Linked DNA regions of Gossypium hirsutum: regions 1 and 2 are each linked to region 3. Evidence: chromatin contacts called from public Hi-C data. All regions are on one chromosome and are shown on one strand. Each heading gives the region's core, a stretch centred on a gene start, on an enhancer-like site or on the middle of the called end of the contact. The rest is flanking DNA. Distances are from core to core; before and after follow the strand shown.

Evidence for each region. A called contact is a pair of places that touch in the nucleus more often than the background predicts.
Region 1: a Hi-C map of hypocotyl shows a contact between it and region 3, with 2.2 times the contacts expected there. The contact joins the promoter of LOC107887071 here to the promoter of LOC107887072 in region 3. A contact is called at or near these places in 4 of 34 Hi-C or Micro-C datasets (anther, hypocotyl, leaf and 1 more).
Region 2: a contact with region 3 is called in a Hi-C map of leaf, with 1.7 times the contacts expected there. The contact joins the promoter of LOC107887075 here to the promoter of LOC107887072 in region 3. A contact is called at or near these places in 6 of 34 Hi-C or Micro-C datasets (anther, hypocotyl, leaf and 1 more).

The regions. Positions count from the first base shown.
Region 1 is chrA03:20,737,037-20,740,722 of Gossypium_hirsutum_v2.1, reverse strand. LOC107887071 reads right to left here and starts at 1,813. Exons shown (of 1, transcript XM_016811200.2): 1 at 1-1,813. The coding sequence starts at 1,606. The coding sequence ends at 182.
Region 2 is chrA03:20,369,020-20,372,285 of Gossypium_hirsutum_v2.1, reverse strand. It overlaps LOC107887075 (rhamnogalacturonan I rhamnosyltransferase 1), which reads right to left and starts at 1,766. Exons shown (of 8, transcript XM_016811205.2): 1 at 909-1,766; 2 at 309-376; 3 at 23-111. The coding sequence starts at 1,218.
Region 3 is chrA03:20,608,492-20,611,892 of Gossypium_hirsutum_v2.1, reverse strand. It overlaps LOC107887072 (WD repeat and HMG-box DNA-binding protein 1), which reads right to left and starts at 1,429. Exons shown (of 12, transcript XM_016811201.2): 1 at 868-1,429; 2 at 1-609. The coding sequence starts at 1,141.

The sequences.
Region 1 (3,686 bases), core at 564-3,063, 130 kb before region 3:
AGTCATTGAACATTCTTATACCACAAAAAGGATTAAAAGAACATATAGAATACTTATGAGGCTTGTGAAGAATGACAAGATCCTAAAAATCCATATTGACACTTCCCAAAAACAATATCTACATTCTTAACAACCTAATGCTAAACAAAGCTTCAAAATCACACCAGACCATACATTACCCTTAAAGTGCACGTCCAGCTCTTGTGGACCTTCTCCTTTCATAGTCAGCATCATCTGTTGGCAACTCATGACGACAAACAGGACAGGTATTCCTTATTCCCAGCCAAGGTATAATACAATCTCCATGATAGCGATGAGCACATGGCAGCTGCTTCATCTTTTCACCAAGGTTAACCTCATCCTTACAAACCGCACAAAGCGCATTGTTATTCACAACATCCTCCTGAGTTACGACCACACAAGGAAGATTCTCAACTACAGATTTTGAAGCTGGAGGCTTCCCGATAAATGCATTCTCATTCTCAGCAAACTGTCCGAAAAGCATCTCATATTCAGCAGTATCAATATAGTCATCACGATCAGCAAAAAATGGGTCAGTGTTCTCACCCATTTCGGGGGTTGTTTCCAAATTATTAGCATTCAACAGAACCTCCCACTCCAAAGTCTCCAACCCAGCTGCCCTCTCGAAACTAACCGCATCTTCAGGTGCTATCATAGGGGAAATGGAAAGTGAAACCGAATTCACATCATCATCACCATCAACAAACACGCTTAAAACATCCCTCTCATCAACCCTACCATCCACTTCCTCCCACTCAAAATCTTCAATGGTCTCCCGACGATCCTCCAACTGAAGCGAATCCCAGAAAAGTGGAATACTAACACTCACATCATCATCAGCACCAACATCATAACAATCGTTAACATGATCATCAATACCATAATCATCCCCAGAATTCAAATCAATTGCGAGCGTCCGGTTATCATTCTCATTCTCATCATCATCCTCCGAATCTGATCTAAACCCAACAATCCGCATGCTATCCCCAAACCTCTCAACGCCACTAAAATTAGAAGCGGCCTCACTAGCACTCAACCCTGAAACCCTCCTTTCCACAAAGAAATGGTCGTCCTCATATTCACCGCCACCAATATCAATCTCAACATCACTCGAATGAGTATCCATGGAATCAAACCCTAACGCCAACCCTAAATCCAGCTCATGATTTCCCTCAATAACACCGAAACCGGATTCGCTCAAAGCATCGGAAACCAAATCAGCCGCATCATTATTGCTAGTATTATTACCATTTCCGTTACCAGAATTGGAATTGTTATTGGGGGTAGTACCGGAACTAACCTGAGATTGTTCGACGCGTTGGTGGAAGAGATCGATGACGAAGTTGACTTGGTTCTCGCGGCGGTCGAAGAGATCGGGGCCGTTGACAATGAGGGAATCGGGGAGCGAAACGTCGTCGTCTGGGCGAGGGAGATCGGCGTCGGGGGAAGAGAAGAAGTGGAAATCACGAGACCAATAAGGGAGGGAATCGAGGGTGAGGGTTTGTTCGTGCTGGTGGTGATGATGGTTGTCCCGAACGAGTTCGTCTTCTGGGTCGTGAAGGTGAAGGAAAGTCACCGACGCCATGATTTTTTTTATTTTTTATTTTGTAAGTGAAGAGAACCAGAAAAATAAAATTAAACAAAAGGATTGAACTTAATATCTTACGTTTTCGGCATCATTCTAATGGCGAGAGAGGTAACGCTAAACGGGAATTGTTCTAGGTAAGGAAATTACATTATTGTCCTATAATCTATGCTTTTTACACAAACTTTTCATTAAGTCCGCTGTTACGGATCAAATGCCACGAATTTATTTCTAAAACACGGCTTTAAATAGTTTTCCCTTTTTTTTTAAAAAAGATTATGGGAAAGGAAATGAAGAAGACTACAACACTATGTTTGGTTGGAAGGAATAGCAATGTATTACAGCCTAATTCAGGGGGTCTATCTCAAATTATTATTTGGTTGGTTGTAATAAATTATTATAATTCTATTCCATATGACTTTATTCAATGTGAAAATCTAGAATACCATTCGATACTCTTCCCATCGAATGGTGATTCAGGGAACGGTTGAAGTAACAAATTAACCAACATTTTAATTTTACCCTCACCATCCTCTCTTCTTTCCCACCTTTGAATTTCTTTTCTTTTCTTTTTTTCCCATGCTTCTTCCCTCCTCCACGGTAATTATCAATAAATTTCTAACTTCATCTCTTTTTCCCTTAATTTAAACCCTTTCATTTAATTTTATTTCCTCCCAACCCTTTTTGTACTGTCGAGACCTTTTGTTTTTGAAATTGTCTTTTATTTGAAGAAAACGAAAATGGAGTCGCCATCAATCTTTTTTATAAGATGTGATCAGGTCACCTAGAAATATGATTATTTTAATAAAAGTTTAGATTTACTAAAACTATGATTTTTGGTCTACAAAATCCAGGAGGAGTCAGTTATGCATAAGGAAGAATTAACACCCTCGTAACACCCAAAATTGGTACCTAGTTGACTAATTGATCTCTTATTGTCGAGAATTGAAATTTTGAAAATAATTTAAAACACGATCCCTTTTTGATACATTACTTAACTAAATTAATTTTTACAAAAAGGGGCTTATTTCAAGTTAATCGAGAAGAAAGGATCATGTCCCGTAAGTTAGGACACAATGCCTTAGATCCTCGAGAATAAGAATGAACGCCATTTGATCATCACTTAAATCTTGTTTATTTTTATTTATTTTAGAGTAAATGTTCGGCTATCTTGGTTTTAGAAAGAAGTCATATTCCGTAAGTTAAGAACACGACTTTTCTAATTCCAAAATAATGAATATTACCTCGATTTTTAAAAATTCTTTTTTGTGCCTTGTGCAAAGACGAATTTAATACTTAAAATAATGTATATTTAGCTTATGCAGGCATAGTATATAAATGGGTAAATATATTTGAACATGGTTCGTGACATGATTGTAGCCATAATAAAATTAAATGGAAGTATAAAAAAATAAAATGATGGTATACTGAAATAAAAGTGTCGTGCTAGTAAATGACAATGCAACATCAATTTGTAGTAATAATGGCATGATAATCATACGCATAATAAAATATAAAAGTATAATGATAATAATAATAATAATAGTAATAATAATAACAATAACATGAACAATAAATGTGCAAGTAAAAAAACGTAAATAATCTAATTTTTGAAAGTATAAAAAAGTAATAAATAAACAAATAATAATGATAATAAAGCCAAAAGAAAAAAATGAAGAAAATAAAATAAAAAACGCACAATAAATACAAAAACAAATCAATTTTAAATATAAACAGAGGAAATAATAAGTAAATAAATAAATAAAATAAAAAATAATACATAAAAAATTTAGACAGGGCCGAAATTAAATAAATAATGATTAAATCGACATTGAAATGAAATTAAGAGTCTAAATTGTAATAAAATAAGTGCATAAATATAAGGACTAAATAGAAACTTAAGTAGAATTTTAGGGGGGAAATTGGGATAAAAATAAAAATAAGGCACTAAATCGTAACACACGAAATAAAAGAGGGACCAAATGCAAAAATATTCCCTGTCCCAAAACACGTCGTTCCTTAAGGGACCAAATTGAAACAAAATCAAAATCATAAGGTAGAAATTTTTAAAAAAATGATT
Region 2 (3,266 bases), core at 517-3,016, 240 kb after region 3:
GAGCAAAGCTTATTTAACACACCTGGGATCTGACCAGAAAGATGTTTTATCCAGCTCCGGGACTATAAGTGTGACATTCAAATATCTTGCAATGGTAACCATGTCACAAATCTGTTAAGCAACACCCCCACCCCCCCCCAAAAAAAAAAGAAAGAAAAGAAAAGAATACAGCATCAGTTTCCATATAGATTTGAAGTAAAAACAACCCATGAGCATACACAATCTAGAAAAATGTTGAAAAGAAAGAAAAAAGAAAGAAAAGGAATGGAACAAGAAATGCGTTTAGAGTTCTTTGCTAAAGCACTCACTGCTGCTCGCATTTGATTGAGACCTCCATTGCAAGAAACCATCAAGTAACCATTGTTCTTATATACCCCTAAAGTAACAACAAAACATCATATATCAATTTAGAGTTCAAAATTCCTAACCAGAACACATAAAGCAAGTCGCCACCGATCCCTAAAACTGAAATGGAAAAAAAATGGAAGCAAAAGTAACAATATATTAAAATAAAAGTACAAATTTGAAATTTTCAAGAGATAAACGATCTCAAATTTCAAACAAACATATGCCACAACAAGAAAAGGATAGAATTCCACAAAACGAAGACATAAGATACGAACATTGGAACCAGTAAATTGATACAAGTTCAATCCGTATGACTATATAAAAGGAAAGCTTCAATGAAAGCGCATAGAAATCTCCAAGAAATCTATCATTGTGTACATTGATTTTCTTCTCCTCAAATAGGAATGCAGATAAGGATAAAAAGGATAAACCCATTCCTTCTTTTCCATTAAAGACAAGCTCAAAATTTTTCTCCGATTTAACCCCAAAAAAGGCCTAATAAAGAATAACTACATCAAAATCAGCAGAAATTTGAGTAAAAAAAAGGTGGAAAATCTTACTTTTGGGAGGAAGAACACGGGCAGGAACGGAGGGAACCTTATCTTCAACAACGGAAACGGAAGAATCCTGGTGAGAAAAACAGGAAGGCCAACCTTTAAGGAGATGCGGACCCCAAGTATCCCCCAAGGCCGTTAATTGTACGATGCAAGTCCAAAGCATCACCGATGTGGTGGCGCGTATCATCCACAGCTTCGTTCTCGAGCTCTTCAACTTCTCAACTCTCTCCCCTCCGCCGCCTCCTCCCCCTTTCGTTGCCCCCATTCTTATCCCTCTCATTTTCCCTTTCCCCTTCCCTTCAATACTGCACATTTCCAGCAATAACCCCGATTTCCACCCTCCTCATCTCCCCCCCGATACGCCACCGTCTTCTTCCTGTCAAATTCAATCAATGTAGGTCGATTTTCAGAAAATCTGCATCTAATTTAACAAAAACCTTTTCCTTTCTTTTCTTTCTATTTTCCGACAAATTTCGAGATCCGTTAACTTCCAAAACAACATCAACAACAACAAAATAATTCAAAATCAATCAAAGAGATCCAATTTTTTTCCTCCTCTTGCCAAATGAAACTCTTAACAACTCAACCAATTCCAATCGAATATTAAACAGTATTTTCCCGAAACAAAAAACAAAAAAATCCTTCTCTTCCTCGGCGATCTAATCACTTTTCCGTCGAAAATTGTCGTGGAATGGCCGTTGAAACTCCTGCCTGTCTTCAAGTATAAGCGAATCGAGAAAATATAGAGAAATCTGAATAGAGAAGGAAGAAAAAAATTAGAAATGAGAATATACTGCAGACTACAATGCGATCGAGAGAGAGAAAAAACGGGATGTGAGCCGTACACCGTTGGGCTTGGGTACACTTTTTTAACCATAGTTTTCTTGAATCTAAAAGGATTTGTTGACTAGTGTTAGCTGTCGACCACAGTCCATGGTTAACTCCTTTTTTACCAATAAATACCTGCCACCTCAGTTTATGTCTGAATGGGCCCAACATTTACCCTACGTGGCTGCTTTCAACTGGGTTTTATAAAACTACAGGTGTCCACGTCCCAGGAATGGGAGTTCATCCGTCGCCGTTAGATTTGTAATGGGCATTAATTCAGCTGCCGATACGCCGACAATATATCGCGAGAATTTCTGTAGGTGCGAATATACCGCGACAATTATCCTTAATTTGTTCAAAGATTTCTTTAAAAAAAGTAATTCATTTAATTAATATTTTCAGCATTTAATTCTTTTTCCATGAAACAAAATAATAAGAAATTTTGTTTGTAATTAACAGAAAAGAAAAGTAATTATTTTGACGCTATGTATTAATATTTCAATTAATAAAAACTCGAATTATCCTTTTCAAAATAATCAAACACCAACTATTATTTATTTAGTAAAGATAATATTACCAATGAGAGTGTAATCATGTATAAAACATATGACTGTCTTTTCTTACATTTTATTTTTATTTAGATACATCCACACATAATTTTAAACTCTCATCAATGATACTATTATCTATTAATAAAAATAGGTATTTGTAAAAGTTTTTTTTGGGTATATTTTTATATTTTTTAATTCTTTATTTCATTAATTAAAAGTTTATGTTATTTTTTTAATATTTTATTTGTTAATTATTAAAATAAAATATTTGAAATAATATTTTTTATTAGATTTTATTTTTAAATCATCAAGATCAATATTAAAAGCTTGTTTAGTAGTGCTTCAAAAAATATTTTTGACTCCAAAAATACTTTTAGAAGAAAAATTATGCTAAACAAACTGCTTTTGACTGAAATTTTTTACTTTTCAAAAATACTTTTGAAAAGCACTCCCAAAAGTATTTTTGGAACTTAATTACTTTTTCACCCCTCCAATAACATAGTACTTTCCTTTCTTCTTTTTTTCTTTGATACTTAATTACAAATGTGTTAAAATCATTAATTAAATATAACAAATCTAAAATAATACAAATGTGTTAATATCTAATTACAAATATTTAATGGTTATATTTAAATATTTAAAATATAGTTTATATATTCTAATTAAATTTTATAAATAATTAAATTTATTGCTTAAAAATATTTAAAATTTATATTTCATATATTAAAATATTAACAACAAGTTATAATAACTTTTTTTTATATTCTTACTAAATATAATAATATTAACTAATTTAAATATTATTTAAATGCATATTTGTTTATTGATAACAACATGTCTAAAATGAACATTTTATTTCTCAAAATTATTTTTTGACAGCAATGCTGAATACTCAAATCTTAAACCAAACTTTTCAAAAATACTTCTCAAAAGCACTTTTCTATTGTACTTTTCACAAGAATTACTAAACTAGCCCTAAGTG
Region 3 (3,401 bases), core at 180-2,679:
CAGCCAGAGCATTTCCAATTGGCTTCCATGCCATACAACATATTCTCTCATCAAAATTCTGCCTATCAATATCCTGCTTCCTCTTGACATCCCAGATCAAAACTTGCTTATCCAAGCTAGAAGTGGCCATGTATCTCCCATTAGGTGACCACGACATGAAACATATTGGCTGCATGTGATCGCCTCTCAAAGTAAACAACTTTTCAGCCGTATCTCTATCATACATCACTATGTCATTTTTCATACCCGGGACTGCTAAAGTCTCCCCATCAGGACTCCAGCTAAGTACATTTAAAACCGAAGTATCCGAGCCAGTATCAGGAGCTACACCATTGAGGGTATATAATGTTCTTCCGGATTGAAGTTCCCAATATATGACAGTCCCAATTGAATCAATTGATGCCAAGTATTCACCATTAGGATCGAAAGCTAAACCTGTGACAGGCCCTCTATGCCCTTTAAGAACCCTAGCAATTGAGCCATCAATTGTATTAATAAGTTTAATGCCCTCATCATCACCAGCAGCTGCCAGCATACTCCCTGACTTATTAAAAGAAAGTGCACGAATAGGCAGCGTGAACCTGGTAATATTAGTCTCAAATTCCCCACCTAAAAAAAAGAACCATTAGACCTTGCTCTTCATGTTTTCATTAAACTGCAGCAAGAGAAGTAGAAACGGGAAAGAATAAAGAGCGTTACATTAAATTGCAGTATTTCAAGTTTCTCACATGTTATCAACGAAAATTTACAGATCAAATCGAATATTTCGTAATTCTAACAAATACCCAGATAAGAGAGAGAGAGAGAGAGAGAGAGAACCAAAAAAATGCTGAACGTCACAAAATTAAACAAAAAAAAAAAGACTACCTGGGAATTTATAGAGCTTAACAGAATGATCAATAGATCCGGAAGCAAGACAAGTAGAATTGGGACTAACTGCCAAGGCAGTGACCCCATCTCGGTGGTGGCGAAGAACCCGAGGCGGACTCGAATGAAGAAGAGGATCGTGAATAGAGATAGAGGGTTGCGATGATGACGCAGTGACCAAGTGGTGGGCTTGGAGATCCCACAAGATGGAGCAGAAAGAAGCATTGGAACTTACCTCATGGGCTTCCCTTAGCTTCACTGATTTGATTTTCATGGCGTAGGCTTTGGGGCGGCGCTGGAAATGGAGAGATATTTGGTGTGTGTTTTAAGTCTTTTGCCTTGCTTTAGGTGGGTGCTTTAGTTTACGGTGAACTCAAGTGGGTATGGTTTTTGGCGGGAAATGAGGCCATGAATTTTGGGTTTCGCGGGTAGGAAAGGAAACTTGGAGGGAAATAATTCAATTAAAAGGAAACGATTTGCTTTCCGTTCAGGCATCGGCCTGCCAGACTGTCGTATGGTTCCATGGCTCATCGACCTCACTTTGCATTGGATTCTAGCAAATATGACACCCTTGTCCCAACACGGAATCTTTCATCCCGTTGGCAATTGACTGTTTGTTAGTTGTTGTGGTTGATTTGATTATTTAATTCTATTAATAGTTTATTTAAAAGAATTTCATAAAACTTAATTAATAATTGAAAATTGATGTGTAAAATTATAAATAAGAGCATGTAACATTTTATTATTAAATATTTATTTGTTTATAATATTTTAGTATTTTTAAGTGAAATTATTAAAATAAGATATTATTATTAAGGAATTAAAATATCTATTATGAAAATTAATTTGTGAATATTTTTTACATTTAGTTCAGACTTTAGAGGTGAAAGTGAAAATGAGAGAATGAATACTACTAATATTTTGACACCCCTATTAGATTTGATAGCATGTGGCAAATTGAGTAATTTTTGAGCAAGCATAATTAGATATGTCATTTTACATATTGCATACCCAATCAGTCTCAACAAGCTCTTATAATCATCTATTTACCAAACACTACAATTAAAGGGTTTAACTACTTAATCCTTCATTTATGCCTAAATCAACTAAAAAATGTCCAAAACTCTATTTACCAAACACCCTCTTTATCCTTAACTTGTGTCCTTTTCGAATCGAATCAAATTTATATTTACATAAAGAGAATTAAGTTTAATTTGATTCAAAAGTATTTGTTAACGAGTAACTCAAACTTGCTTAGAATAATTTATGTTATCTTTTTCTCTAAAAATTAAGAATTATGCTTTTTTTATTTTTTAACCTTTCATGAATTTACATATTTTCTATTTTATTAAAATTTTAAAAATAATTAATTTAACATACTTTTTAATATTTACATTAACATAATAAATTTAATCTTTATGTAATATATATAAATACAAATAAAAGGAATGTAATATCACATTAGAGAATAGATTAGGTTCGGGCATTAAACGATGCTACCAAAATGTAAACTAATTTTTAGAGGCATAATGATAAATCTAATTCTTGAAGTTTACAATTTTTGTCAAGTTACCCCCTTTTCTTAAAGTTAAATATAGCACTCCACTTTTTACAAAGAGTTCAATTTGACCATCAACTTCTTAAAAAGAGTCAAATTGTTGTTGTTTAATGACAATAGTGACTAAACCATTAAAATTTTAAACCTGACAGCCTGCATATCAACCCATGTGCGTACTTCATGCTTTTTTATATTTTTATATTTTGAATTTATTTTTATTTTGAATTATTGTATAATTTTTAAATTATTTATTGACATGACATATAATATGTAACACTCCTAACTCGGTTCGATTGTTGAACCTGAGCTACAGGATGCCACAACAACTAATAGAACATATAACATTCATACGCTTAAAATTTAAAGATAATATGTAAACATTTCATTCAATCATGTTTCATAGCATTCATAGTTAAACCAAGTCTCAAATGGACTTACGAAAGCCCTTCAACCAACCCAAGAACGCGTAAGGACTTCATTGTAAACTTCAAAAAAAGTATGGAAATTTCAGTAAATAAGGGTCACACGGTTGTGTGACAAACTATGGCCGTGTGTGCTTGAGTTACACGGCTATGTCGCCAAGTTGTGTAACAAACTGAAGCTATGTAAGGCTAGAGTTACACGGCCATATATTCAGATCGTGTAACTCATTGGTGTCGTATGGATCTAAATGTAATAATTCAGCAAATGTTACACGACTATGTGGTTGGGTCCTATATTTGGCTGAGAACAATTTTTACCTAATTTACAATGAGTACACAGCCGTGTCACCTACCAGTGTGTGACACATGATCGTGTGTTAGTCCGTGTGAAATGCAAATTGACCTTTTTTATGCAATATGCCAACTAGCCAAAACAAATGAATTATAGTACATTCATAAGCCAATCAAACTTGTCCCAGAACATGTATATTCCATGACAAAATATAGTTGAAAACACTTTTCTGAACACACAACCAATATGCCACATTTGGCAC